2 separate regions of the Mus musculus genome follow, and region 1 is linked to region 2. Evidence: chromatin contacts called from public Hi-C data. All regions are on one chromosome and are shown on one strand. Each heading gives the region's core, a stretch centred on a gene start, on an enhancer-like site or on the middle of the called end of the contact. The rest is flanking DNA. Distances are from core to core; before and after follow the strand shown.

Region 1 (6,704 bases), core at 1,052-3,551, 72 kb before region 2:
GGTGGCAGAAATGGTCTTTGGATGTGTGGTCTTTCTGGGAGCTCTGGGAGAGGCAAGAGGTGAAGTACCCATTCTGCCCAAGGGTATGGGGGAAGATTTCGGGAGAGACTCATTTGCTAACCAGGTCCAAGGTCGAGGTCCCACGGCTTATACCCCTTCACACCACACAAGAAAGAAGTCAGGAAACTTGCGTCTGATGAGCCAGGGCACCAGACCAGCGCTCCATCCCCCAACTCTCCGCAGCAACACAGTTAAAAAAAATGTTCTTGTTTCCTTTGGATGTATTTTTAATGTCAAAAATAGAAGACGATTCTTGTAGCCAGACAAATGTTTACTTACCTACAGGTCCCTTGGGTTGGAGGGCTAGATGGGGAACTTAACCCTGCTTCTGGAAGCAGTGTGCTTACCAGGTCTGTTGATGCTAGCTAGCATTGATGGAACTTCACCGTTACAGACTTGTGGAGGGCTCACTTTAACCTGTGTGGAGACGGACAAACAAGCAGATGAAACGGGAATATGAAAGGAGAAAGCAAGTGATGCAAGCATCCTGGGGTAGGGATGCCCAGTGAGGCAGCCTGCAGCACAGATGATCTATCTGGCTGTCTAGACTGCTTCTCCCAACAAATAGGGCCCAGTAGCTCCACACCCCAGGGAGCACGTTCAGTCAGTCCTCTCAGCAGCTTTGGCCTAGGTTGTGGGCAGGGTGGACCTTCTCTAGCCTCGACAGCTGCAGCCTGGATATTTGGACTGTTGGGGAGACCCTGGAGGCCAGGTGGTCACAAATAAGTGTGGAGTGTGGTCCTGTGACCAGGGTCTCTGAAGAGGCCCATGTGGCTTTGACACAGGGACAGAACAAAGCCCTGCCTCCTTCCTGCCCTGGGCTAGTGGATTTTAGCTTTTAGTGAATGAGGGGTTCATGAGGCCCCTTGAAAGCCCTCATTAGTTTTATTTTACTCAAGAAAATTACTGTGACATACCAATGCCCTGAGAGATTTGTAATATGGTGTACCGAGAAAAAGAAATCCTTACAGGTCACAGGCTCTGGTCTCTCCACCAGAGCAGCTTCCAAACCCCGTCTCTCACCTGTTCCAGGACAGTCTGGCCCCTGGCTTCAGGGTTTGACTTGACTCCCGGGTTGGCCCAACTTACCTAACCCTGTAAATAGGGTTCTGTCTCAAAAGTCTCACAGGCATCTCTGCTGGGAGCTGAGAGCTTGGGGCTCTGCAGGGCCTTTCAAGTATGTCCGGAAGTCCTGGTTCCCCAGGGCGGGGGGAGGGGGCCAGCTCCTGGCACATGCCTGAGTCACCTTCTCGACTCCCTGCCCTAAATAATGAACTCCTTTTGGCGGCGGTAGCGGAGGCAGCAGGGGCGGGGGGCGGGGGGGGGGCTCTGTCAGGCCATGTCGGGTGTGTTTGTGTGAGTATTCAGGGCCCCACCAAGAGGCACTGCTGTGGAGGAGGGGTCATTCTCTCTTTTCTAGCATAACTACTTCCAGCCAACTAAGGTAGGCAGAACTGGGGGTCGAATATGGCCTGACCCAAACCTAAGGTCCTAGGCATCTATCAGTGATGTAGGTACAGGCTAGGATGGGCCCAACTTGTGTCTCATCTCCCGGGTAGGTGGGCCTATTATAGACCAGGCTACAGATCTTTTAGATCTCTACAGTATTGTTCCTCAGGAAAAGAATGGATGTGACCCCTGTCTCTAACTCCGTGATAGAGGGTCTTAGGGCCAGCAGGTGTGCAGATGCCTCGAAGGCAGATACTTAGGCCTGGGTGTAGAGGGTGGATCCAGCCACGGTACTGCCAGGACCAGGACCCAGCTGGTAGTAGTAGGTTAAAGCCCTAATCAGTTGGTGCAGTCCTAGGGCTAGCGCGGGCTGCGGGGACCGAGGGACCTTCACCGACGTCGGCATCGCCGAGGGGCTGTGCCCAGCTCCATGGTCCGAGGGGGCGCGCGCGTCGCGGCTGCGCGAGCCCCCGCCTGCAGACAAAGGAGCCCGCGGGGGGCGGGGGGGGGGATGGGGCGAGGGGGAGGGGCGTCGCGGTGTCACGTTACCGCCCGCAGAGCTCTTTAACTCGAGCCCCGCCCCTTGTCCCGCGCAGCCCGCTCGCCGTGCGGCCGCCAATCAGCGCCCGCCCGTCACCCGCCCCGCCCGGCCCCGGGGGTGTGTGCGCGCAGCCAATGAGCGTGGCGCGGGGGCAGGGCCTCTGTGGGCGGGGCGGGCTGCACCCTCCAATCGCCGCGGTGTTGTTGAAACTGAAAATACTACATTATGCTAATCGTGAGGAGGCCCGCGCGCGCGGGGGTGGGGCCAGCGCGTATAAAGGGGCGCAGCGGGCTGGGCGTTCCACAGGCCGAGTGCGCTGTGCTCGAGGGGTGCCGGCTAGGCCCGACTGAGAGCAAGCGAACAGGCAGGCAAGCTCCGAGGGGGCGCGGCCCAAGCTGGACAGGACAAGCGATCCAGACGCAGGAGCCGTCCATCACCAATCAGCCAGGTAGCCGCTGCGTCCTTAGGCAGAGGCGGACGCGGGCTGTGCAAGGGGTCTCACCCACGCCCAGCCTCCGCCCTCCTCCTCTCCCCTCTTCCTTCTCCTCCCGTTCCCTTCTTTCTCGCTGCCCGCGTTTGCACAGCCTTCGACCATGGGCATGTCCGACGTGTACCTCCGCAGCAGAACAGCGATGGAACGCTTGGCCTCCAGCGATACCTTCCCAGTGATAGCGCGTAGCAGCGCCTGCCGCAGCCTCTTCGGGCCTGTAGACCACGAGGAGCTGGGCCGCGAGCTGCGGATGCGCCTGGCCGAGCTGAACGCCGAGGACCAGAACCGCTGGGACTTCAACTTCCAGCAGGATGTGCCTCTTCGAGGCCCTGGTCGTCTGCAGTGGATGGAGGTGGACAGCGAGTCTGTGCCCGCCTTCTACCGCGAGACGGTGCAGGTGGGGCGCTGTCGCCTGCAGCTGGGGCCCCGGCCACCCCCGGTGGCCGTGGCTGTCATCCCGCGTTCTGGGCCGCCGGCTGGCGAGGCCCCCGACGGCCTAGAGGAGGCGCCTGAGCAGCCGCCCAGCGCCCCAGCCTCGGCCGTGGTCGCGGAGCCCACCCCACCCGCGACCCCGGCCCCGGCTTCAGATCTGACCTCAGACCCAATTCCGGAGGTGACCCTGGTCGCGACCTCCGACCCGACTCCGGACCCGATCCCGGACGCGAACCCGGACGTGGCGACTCGGGACGGCGAGGAACAGGTCCCTGAGCAGGTCTCTGAGCAGGGCGAGGAGTCGGGTGCTGAGCCGGGTGATGAGCTGGGAACTGAGCCGGTCTCTGAGCAGGGCGAGGAGCAGGGCGCAGAGCCGGTCGAGGAGAAGGACGAGGAGCCGGAGGAGGAGCAGGGCGCGGAGCCGGTCGAGGAGCAGGGTGCGGAGCCGGTCGAGGAGCAGAATGGGGAGCCGGTCGAGGAGCAGGACGAGAATCAAGAGCAGCGCGGCCAGGAGCTGAAGGACCAGCCTCTCTCGGGGATTCCAGGACGTCCTGCACCCGGGACTGCTGCGGCCAATGCGAACGGTGCGATCAAGAAGCTGTCGGGGCCTCTCATCTCCGGTGAGCCCCGCACGGCCCCGCCCCGGCCCGGCCTCGCTTTGTCCGGCCGGCCGGGCTCTCCCTCGCCCTCGGGGGCCTCGCCCGGTCCCCGCCTCCTCCCGTGGCATTAAAGGGCCCGCGGCGCTTAGGGCGCGGTTGCGCCCGCACCCCTTTCCTACTGGTAGGGGTGCAGCTAAGGCTCCCGAGCGTGCAGTGGGAGGGCGAGCCTGGCCGCGACCCACTCGGATCGCGGTCTTTGGCTCGGGCCGCGGGAGCCCCTTAGGGAGCCGTGTGTGCGGCATGGAGGGGGTTAAGTGCGGCGGCAGCCCCGGGGGGCTTGGCCGCGGGACAAGGGGAAATGCTTACACAGCACATTGCGCGGCGACGTAAACAAAGCTGACCCGCCGCGGACCTCGGCGCGGGCGGGGATGGCGCCCCCACCCCGGCCCCGCGCCCTGCGCACTCCGCGGGTCTCCTCGCGGGTCTCTGGGCCGGCCCCGCCCTGACCGACGCGCGTTGTCGCCCGCAGACTTCTTCGCCAAGCGCAAGAGAACTGCGCAGGAGAACAAGGCGTCGAACGACGTCCCTCCAGGGTGTCCCTCTCCAAACGTGGCTCCTGGGGTGGGCGCGGTGGAGCAGACCCCGCGCAAACGTCTGAGATGAGTTAGGTGAGTCTGGCGTCCCCCACGGGGGTCGCGGAGGGGCCGCCCCCGGGGGGTTCCCGCTATGCCTGCTCACCTGAGTCCCTCTTCCCACAGTTTAGAGGCTAACGGCCAGAGAGAACTTGCTGGGCATCTGGGCAGCGGACGATGGAAGAACTCTGGGCTTCGGCTGGGACCTTTCGTTCATGTAGCAGGAACCGGAGATGGTTGCGTAGAGCAGCCCACGGTTTTGTGGAAATCTGAAAACTGTGCAATGTATTGAGAACACTCTGTACCATGTGCAAGGAGTACGCTGGTCCCAAGGTGTAAAGCTTTAAATCATTTATGTAAAATGTTTAATCTCTACTCGCTCTCAGTGCAAAACAAAAAGAGAAACTAGAAAATGTAGAACGAAGGAAAAAGATGAGAAAAAGGAAAAAGCATGTATATTTGTACAAAAAGTTAAAAAATTATGCTAATTTAATATTTGTATTTATCCATGCGTGGATCCCTCTGCCACGCAACTGCTGGGTTATTGATTATTACCAAAGGCACTAGAAATCACCAGCTTCAGATTACCCACAAATGTAAATCTACTTTTATATTAGACTCTAGGGGAATGGTTGTTGAGTAAAAGCCCCCACACATTCATCTTCAGTTAGCTTACAGTGTCCCCCACTTCATTAGATTGCTCTTAAACTTGGTGACCAGACAGTCGAAATGGTTCCTGTACTGCCCATACCAACTGCCCAGGGCTCCTCGTCCGCCAGGTTCTAAATAAAGAGGCCCAACAAAAATCATACTTGTAGTCTTCTTGTTCTTTTACACTTTTGTAGCTCAGCGCCAAGGCAAATGAATATGGTGGGTGTCAAAGAAGGAGTCAGCCAAATATTGCCACCACTTGACAGAGTTGTTGGCTGCTTACAAGGAAGGGGAACAACTTTCACAGGACCTACTGACCTGCTTCTCAGGAGTTTGAGAAACAAGTGTCTGTCCCTAACAGACGCTCATGTTTTTGTCCAGCCAGACCCTGATGGGCACTTGCAGGGTTTAGAACAATGTAAACTCCCATGTACACACAGAAGTTCTCCATGCGATCACAGTGGGGCACTGAAGGCTCCAGGGCCCCTAGGTCTATACACCAGAGCTTTCCCAAAAGTTGGCATCGTGATAGTTTAGTAGGGATGGGGAGGGGGTGATGAAAGATACTAGGGAAGAACACAGGGTGGGGTGGACTGGGGATGGGTCCTGATCTAGTTTGTGTGCGAGAACTCAAAGCTGTGGCTCCTACATCGCCATGCCCTGTCTCCTGCCAGTCCACTGGATCCAAAGAGACCCCCTTTAGTTCAAAAAGGGAAGGGTTCTTTATACCTGGCCTATAAAGTGATGGCTTTCAAAGGAGAAGGTGATATAAACCAGACTGGCCCATGAAGCCCTTGCAAAGTTCTGTGGGCCAAGAGAGAAGAACCCATGGACATTATCAGGCTGTTCAAGGCTGGACCAAGATGTTACAGATGTGTGGGGGTGTATGATTAACCTAACCTTCCCTGAACACCTTAGAGGCCCAGTGTGGTCAGACTTTGAGAAATGCCCCCATCCCATTGAGAGGGTATACTTCAAGGAAGGCAGGCCCTGCTGCCTGCAGCAGCCCTCAGCTTGCCCAGGAATTAGAACCCAGCAAAGAAAGCTACTTACTGTATGTGCCCATGGAGGTGTGTGCTAGGGCAGCCCTTTCTTTGATGTCTTGAGGGTGGGCATGGTACTTGAGGTGCTGGACAGCAGAGGTATGGGTTAGGTCCCAACTATTAGGAGCATGCTGGGCCAGAAACCTGGCAGGTAGTCGTGGAGTCTCAAGGACTACAGTGAGCCATGTGGCACACACACAGCAGAGAGGCCTCTGTGTGAAGGTCGGCCAGGCCTCTGTTCTTTGCCATGATTCTCACAAACACTTGGACCTAGGGCCCACCTGTAACCCCCACATTCTGTGTTGCTTTGGGGGTTCCTCAGAAGCATCCAGGGCTGTGTGAGAACACAGAGGCCATTTCATGGGTGTGGCAGGGTCTGCAGCAGATATTCAAGATACCTGATCGAGGAAACAACATCACACATGTGAGTCTGAGCCCGTGTGGTCCTAGTCAGGCCTGCTTGACCTTGGGAACAAGTTTCTCTGTTTGAGCTGGGAAATATTTGGTGTCCTATGGCTACTGCCTTAGACATGCAGGATGTTGGGTGGTACTGCCCTGTCCTGTGCCCAAGGCAGGGGGGGGGGTAGTTGGTAGGCCTGTGGAACTAACCATCCGAGTGGTAATGACACATGATGGTGGGTAGGAGGTCATACTGGGAAAGGTCTAGATGGGGGTGATCCAGGATCCCTCAACAGAACAGCCTGGACCATGAAGGAGGAAAGGGAAGAAGGGTGACTATGCAGGAGCAGAGGAAGAGGAGAAAGGGAGGCCATGAGGGGCCGTCAGGCTCTCAGGGGCTGCCTGGGG
Region 2 (6,539 bases), core at 1,365-3,864:
GAAACACTCCATGAACATGCACATACATGCACAATCAGACAGACACACACATGCACATACCAAAAGTCACAACCCCCTAAAACAAACAAACACCCCCAAACACAAAGAACCGAAGGGAATACATCTGTTCAGTGGATTGTGATGAACTTGAGCCTGCCTCCAGCTTTGCATAGAATTGAGAGAGATGGCAATGAGAAACAGGGCCTCAGAACTGAGGATAGGAGGATAGCCTTTGGCCACAGTAGAGCTGGCAATCATGGAAGGCTAAGAGTGTAACCCCACAGTGAGTCCCATTTCCCATATCTTACAGTTTTCCCTCATAACCTGGGAGTGACATTTTTCTGTTGATAAAGATATGTTTATGTGAACTCATCATTTCTTCCACTTCACTTCTAATTTTCTTTTTAAAAAATTGATTCAAAAGTTATGAAACCAAGCCTAAGATAGTTCTTGATGGTATGTGTCCCTTTATCCATACCTCATATATCCATCTGTCCATCTGTCCACCTGCCCTGTCCTTTATTCCTTCATCCATCTTTGTACTTATACATGTATGCATTCATTCATCAACTCATACACCCACTCATCCATCTATCCATCTCTCCTCCCATCTATCCATCCATCTCCTTTACCATTCATCCTATATACCCACTCATTCCTCCACCAATCCATCTGCTCACTGATCCATTCATCCATTTATCCATCCACCCATCTATTTATCCACCCACCCATCCATCTATTCATCCTTCAGCCTGTCTTCTCACTCAGTCAACCACACCCTCACACATGTACATGCTCATTCACCCACCTTTTCACATACCTGTCATGTATCCACCCACTCACCTCTCAATCCTCCAGCTCTTTACAAATGCAAATATCCATCCATTCACCTGTCTGACTATGCATTATTTTCTGTGCCATATGTGGAGAATTACCAGAAATGCTGTTTCTTTCATGCTGAAGATGGATCTTTCTGGAAAAACAAGGATCATCTTTAGGAAAAAGAGAGGATCATGAGAATCTTCACTTTTTTTTTTTATTAAGATCTTGCTCTACTGCTAGAATTTGAAAGAACAAAATCTCCATATATCATCTATCAACTATCAATACTCTATTTTTATTATCATCATCTAAGTATTCATTTATCTATCATTCACGTATGTATGTATGTATGTGTCTGTCAATCACCCATCCCCCTCTACTTTTGACATGAATAACAGATACCTGTGAAGATCTGTGTCCTCTTTTGCTTTCTTCTCTGTTTGGCTTTGCACTGAGGCCTATTAATAGCACCTCAGCTCACTATTTTTGGACGCCCCTCCCTCAGAGGTCTTCCCTGACCACCCTGGCTCCTCCCGGCACAGTGCCCTGCTCTGTCTCTGCATGGTAATTTTCCCAGTCTGTAATTACGTGGTGTATTTTCGACCAGGGGCCGCTTCGTAGTGCCAGGAGCTCTGTCCTGTCCCTGCGGCACCTCCAACACTGTCTGCTGTCTGGGACATAGCAGGGGCTTCAGTGGGGACTGTGGGAAGGAAGGAGTGGACCGTGGGCAGCCTGGGATTCTCCCTCAATGCCCAAGCAGCCAGCCTCTAGCCTCAGTGTGGTACTTGGCAGTGGGCAGGGAGAACCAAGCCTGACAGTGCCCGTAGTGGTGCCCATAAGAGGAGGCGGAAGCAGGTGCTTCCACTTGCCACGTGCCGGGCACTGGGCCAGGTGCTCAGCAGGGAAGGTTCCAGGTAATGTAGCCCATGAGCCTGGAGGAAGTGTTCTTATCTTCTTCTAGATGAGGGAATTGAGATGCCAAGGGACTCATGGGGGCTCCAAACTTGGCCCTCTTTTCTGTAACTCTGTCCTAGCCACTGTTAGGGGCTGCACTGAGGCAGGGGCATGGGATGAGGACAGATGGGGCCTCAAGATGTGGAACTAGATCAGGGGCAGGTGAGGGGGTGGGGAGAAAGGGGGAATCCTAGTGGGTGGTGGCTAGTAGGAGGGCCATGGGGAAGGGATGCTCCTGAGATAAGGGCAGAGAGCCAGGAGGGGGTAGGGAAGCTTGGAGAGATGCCAGGCCCCGGCAGTACCTAAGCTCAAGCTACCCACATTGCCAGCAGATCTCACCGTATGGAGAAGGGACCAAGTGTGACATTTCAGCCAGAATGGTGGCTGAGGCAAGCTGGCTAGTCTGTCACCTTAGGGTCACCACCCAGGTCCCTCTGTGCTCTAGCCAGCAGTACCAACATTCATCCCTTAGGCCTCCAGACAAGAAAGTCACACTGAGGAAGAGTAGGCAAGGGGAGGCAGAGAGCCTCAGAGATGGGAGGTACCACGGTTTGCTGGCTTCAGGCTTTGCTTTCCAAAAGAGGGTCTCAGGGGGCCAGGAATGGGGTGGGCAGGAGTGGTGGGCTGTGGAGAAAGTATGATAGATGGAGAGAGGGGAGAGAGAGTTCTGGAGAGAGTGGGAGGAAGTGAGGGGGAGGAGGGGCAGCTGGAGGTAAAAGGGGGCTGGGGCATGGCCTGGAGTAGGAGGCTCAGCAGCGGGTAAGGGAGGGGAGGGCAGAGCACTCCCTGGCCTGTGTCATGCCTGCCACTGAGCCTGTGTGTATGCACATGTATGCGTGCGTCCCTGGGGTGGATCTGGGGACACACATTGAGCGGGAAGGCTGGCTGCTAGGCTGAGGAGAGCCCTGGGCCTGTGGGGAATGTTCCAAGGAGAGATTTATTAGTGAAACAAAAGCATATTTTTTAGGCAGGACTGTTTGTACAGTTATTTCATGACATCGCCTTGGCCTCGGGCCCAGAGCAGAGCGGCCGAGGAGGCCCCGCACGGCTGGCCGGGTGCACAGGCCTATTCGTTAGCTGGCCGTCCTCTCCCGTCCTTATCTGGTCCTGGACATCAAAGCGGGGGCTTTTCATAAATGAATTAAAATAGCATACACACAGCACCGGGGCGGAAGACCCCAGGCCAATTAGCTCTAAGTAGGGTGAGAGGCCTTTCAGAGACGAGCCCCTTTCTGAAGGAGTCGCAGCGGCTTGTCAAACTCGATGAAATATTTTGCCCAAAGCTCATTAAAATAATGAACCTGCATTTCTTTCCTCAAGAGAATAATTAGCAGACTTCCAAATGGGTTAAAGCAGCAATTTAGAAGTGGCCCCCCTTAATCGTCCCATTTACTACATTTTGTGACAAGGAAACTCTGGCGCCTTGGGGAGGAGCCGAGAGTCTCGGCATTGGCTCTGTGTGGTGACGGCAGGGCTGTGGAGCTGGGTGGGAGCTGGGGGGCCTGCAGAGAGGGCTGCGTTCAACTTGGGATCCTGCCTATCTCTGCCACCTCCCTTGCTTTGCAACCATAGGCCCCCTCCTCCTTGTACATCTATCTATAACAGGTTGGTTAGAGACTGGAGGCCTGAGGGTTAGGGCCATCACCATGCTGGGAGAATATCAACTCTAAGATACAAGAGAATGAGGGTATCAGATGTAGGCTCTGCTTCAGAACAGGTACAGACGAAGAGAACGCCAACAGGTAGGTGATCTGAGCCTTAGCATAATCAAGGGCAGAGCCCTGGTACATCAGAGACTCCGAAGAGGAAACGAGAAGATACCACTTAGGGAGATGTTGGGGGAATACATGAGTTGAGGGCTGAATGGATTGAGAAGGGTGAGCTCAGAGTGAGCCAGGGGCTGTGTCCCTAGATGTTGATAACTTTGATGGCCAATGGGCAGAGTGGCAAGTTCATCTGGTGCAACAAGTGTGGGACAGACAAGAGGGTCATAGGCAGGCTGGTCTCCTGCTGAGAGTCATCCACCCTTCCCCATGCTGCTAACAGGGAGGTTCAACTTTTGACAGTAGCCTGAGGTAGCCCTGGACAATCCAGAGAGCAGCAATAAATTCAAATGTGGCTGAATCTAAAGGTTGAGTGGTCCTCAGCAGGAGCCTCCAAGACCACCTTGCTTTGCTTCTTCCTCTTTTTCTTATTCCGCATTTGTTGTTTACAAAGTAAGACACTCATGATGGAGATTGGGTAAAACAGAAGTAATGGCATGTGCAGTTGGACGCCATTTACAAAGTGCCATAGTATGCACACACAGGCCAATGTGGGACTTGCCTTCCCTGCTATAGTTCTGTACTTAAGTATTTCCCATGGTCACTGAAGGATACCTGCAAGCATACTAGGTGTAACACAACCAACCATTGGCCATCGAAGACTTGGAGTCTCTTTCTAACCCCTCTCTGTGATAAGCAAGACTGCCATTAACTTGCTTGCATACAACTCCCTGAGCAACTCTGCTTGGAGACAGAGTCCTGGACAGGGGTCACAGAGTTAGGGGAGGGATGATCTGTACCTTGGACATGTTTTATCCTTGCAATATGGGAAACAGGCTAGGCTCATTGTCCCCTGCAGCCTCAGTGTCTTCATCACAGTGTTTTTTTGTTCCTTTGCAGACAGAGCAAACATGTGAAGCTCTGTTGTGGGCCACATGATCGCTGGGCAAGCCCAGCGCTCTTACTTTGATGGTGGGATCCAGTCTGAAAAGCATAAGTATGCTGGAAATGCACCGAGTCCGCCAGACCCATGACATCATAGCTTAGCTGCAGCATATTTTAGAGGGTCTGAGGTTCACCCTGGAAGGCAGGGGACTGAAGAGAAACTGCTCCTGAAGCTGCCTGGCACCTAAAGAGAGAACTGAATAACTAGCTCAGGAAGATCCAGCTTCAAAATCTAAAGTACAATGACCATGTACACACACATTTACACATATGCACACACAATATACATATGCACATACACACATATATACATGTACATACACACATAAGTGCACACATAATGCACAGACACAGATGTGTGCATGCTCAGACACATAGGCACAAACACACAGACAGGCACAAACACACACACACACAGAGTACAGCTCTTACTAACGTATCATGCTCACATTCTCAGACAGCCAAGCTATAAGTTGAGAATTATCAAACCTATCATTGCAACATGTCAACTGCTAAAGCTTGCATATCTGTGAGTGAATGTGACTCTGTTCTAATAAAACTTTACTTACAAAGACAGGTGTTAGGCTGGATCAAGCCCGTGAACTGTGTTTTCCTGGCCCTTTTTTCAGTAGATAGATGAGATGAGATGTATTTCTTCAATCTTGGGCCTTCTCACTATAGGTTTCCATAGATTTGGAGTCTTTACATACTAAGGATGGCCCTTCTCCATCATGGCTTGCTGTCTGGTACAGCCTAGTCAGCAGAGAGGGCCTCTTTGCTCTGCTAGCCAGGCCGAGGCTGGAGGGAACTCTGTGACAGCCCCTAGCATCTGTGAACTCATTCTCCTTTAGAGACAAAGGCCTGCTTCCAGCTGTCAGTCCAAGCTATCAATCAGACTCAGCCTGACCTTCTGAGACCAGTGGGCATGTCCATCTGCTGTTAATAGCTTGTCAAAGCAGGGGCTGATCTCAACTCAGGCTGTCTGGGCAAATATGCCCAAATGGTGCCAGCATGCCTGCTGCAGTCAGCCAATCTGGGAAATAGTCTGGGAAATGGAACTTCGTGAGATGAAGGTAGGAAGCTGCAGGCCAGAGCAGAGCCACATACTTATCATGGCCGCATCCACATAACCACCCGTGGCCCCTTGGCTGGCTCCTGAGACAACAGAGTAGCCCAGAAAGATGAAAGCAGTTAGGAGGAATAATAATGAGGGGGCTATTCTAGTTAGTGCCAAAGTCCCAGCAGCTGTCTGTGACCCTAGGAGCCCAAGGTCTGTGGGAACTGTTCACCTTGCATCAGTCATCTACCGTCACCAAACTTGCCTACACTTGCCCACAAACTCCTGGGGCAGAGAAGCAATAGCACAAACTAGTGTGGTCCTAACAACACTGATTGTTTAGGGAAAAAGTTAAAGTCCCAGTTCCAGCATAAGCAGGATCTACAGATGACAGGGCCACGGGTGTAAAATGATTAGTGCCTCGGCTTCCCTCCTGTAAAATAATACTACAGGTGATCCAAACTGCGAGGTTCTCGGAGATCCGTGCCTGCCAATGTGTTCAGGGCATTTGCATAGCCAACAGAAAGCTGCCAATTGTCTCTGCTGAGTGGTGGTTATTCTTGTCCCTGTAAACATTTTTGTCCCTTGTACCTACTTATCAGCCAGCAGCCACCACAGAGAATGAATGACAGCCATAGTACTTCTACTTAGGATGCAGATGGATTCAGGTTCTGTCTCTATTCAGGGCACACTTGTCCCTGCCTTGAGTGGTTCATCATTCTCCTTGGTCTTGACCTCTCAAAGCCCTGTCTTTCCCTTGAGGCTGTGGGCAGGTTTGAGTGGGACAGATGGGGGTAGGTGATCCGAGGTACTGCAGCCAATGGCTGCAGTAGGGCTCTGAATACGAGAGCTGATTCTGAGATTCTCACGGGTAGCAGGTGGGAGATTCTGGGACTGAATAGGAGATGAGTGGGGAGGAGAGAGGCTGGGAGAGGAGCAGGGAATGTTGGGAAGAAAGAGGGCCCTAGGAATTTGTGGGCAAGTCTGGGCAAGCAGTA

What was found. Hi-C and Micro-C count contacts between places; a contact is called where the count stands out from the background.
Region 1: a Hi-C map of uterus shows a contact between it and region 2, with 3 times the contacts expected there. The contact joins the promoter of Cdkn1c here to the enhancer-like site in region 2. A contact is called at or near these places in 6 of 39 promoter capture datasets (3T3-L1-derived adipocytes, the HPC-7 cell line, frontonasal cranial neural crest and 3 more), 17 of 484 Hi-C or Micro-C datasets (ECoMG myeloid progenitors, the HL-1 cell line, the HPC-5 cell line and 12 more), 6 of 115 datasets of contacts at active chromatin or transcription factors (bone marrow-derived macrophages, craniofacial prominence, embryonic hindbrain and 3 more) and 3 of 9 other capture datasets (adipose tissue, embryonic stem cells and pancreatic islet).

What each region holds. Positions count from the first base shown.
Region 1 is chr7:143,456,647-143,463,350 of GRCm38.p6, reverse strand. Cdkn1c (cyclin-dependent kinase inhibitor 1C (P57)) reads left to right here and starts at 2,301. Exons shown (of 4, transcript NM_001161624.1): 1 at 2,301-2,498; 2 at 2,635-3,556; 3 at 4,101-4,239; 4 at 4,330-5,012. The coding sequence starts at 2,644. The coding sequence ends at 4,234. Gm33663 (a long non-coding RNA gene) reads left to right here. Exons shown (of 3, transcript XR_378640.3): 3 at 1-16.
Region 2 is chr7:143,385,621-143,392,159 of GRCm38.p6, reverse strand. The region is part of intron 15 of Kcnq1 (potassium voltage-gated channel, subfamily Q, member 1); the gene reads right to left. Among named protein-coding and RNA genes, the nearest start is that of 4933417O13Rik, 58 kb to the right of the region's middle. Within about 2 kb of position 2,614, at least 61 of the 459 cell types and tissues checked have an H3K27ac peak or open chromatin away from gene starts, as enhancers often do. A contact at or near this core is called in the N1E-115 cell line, adipose tissue, cerebellum and 3 more, where this site is marked.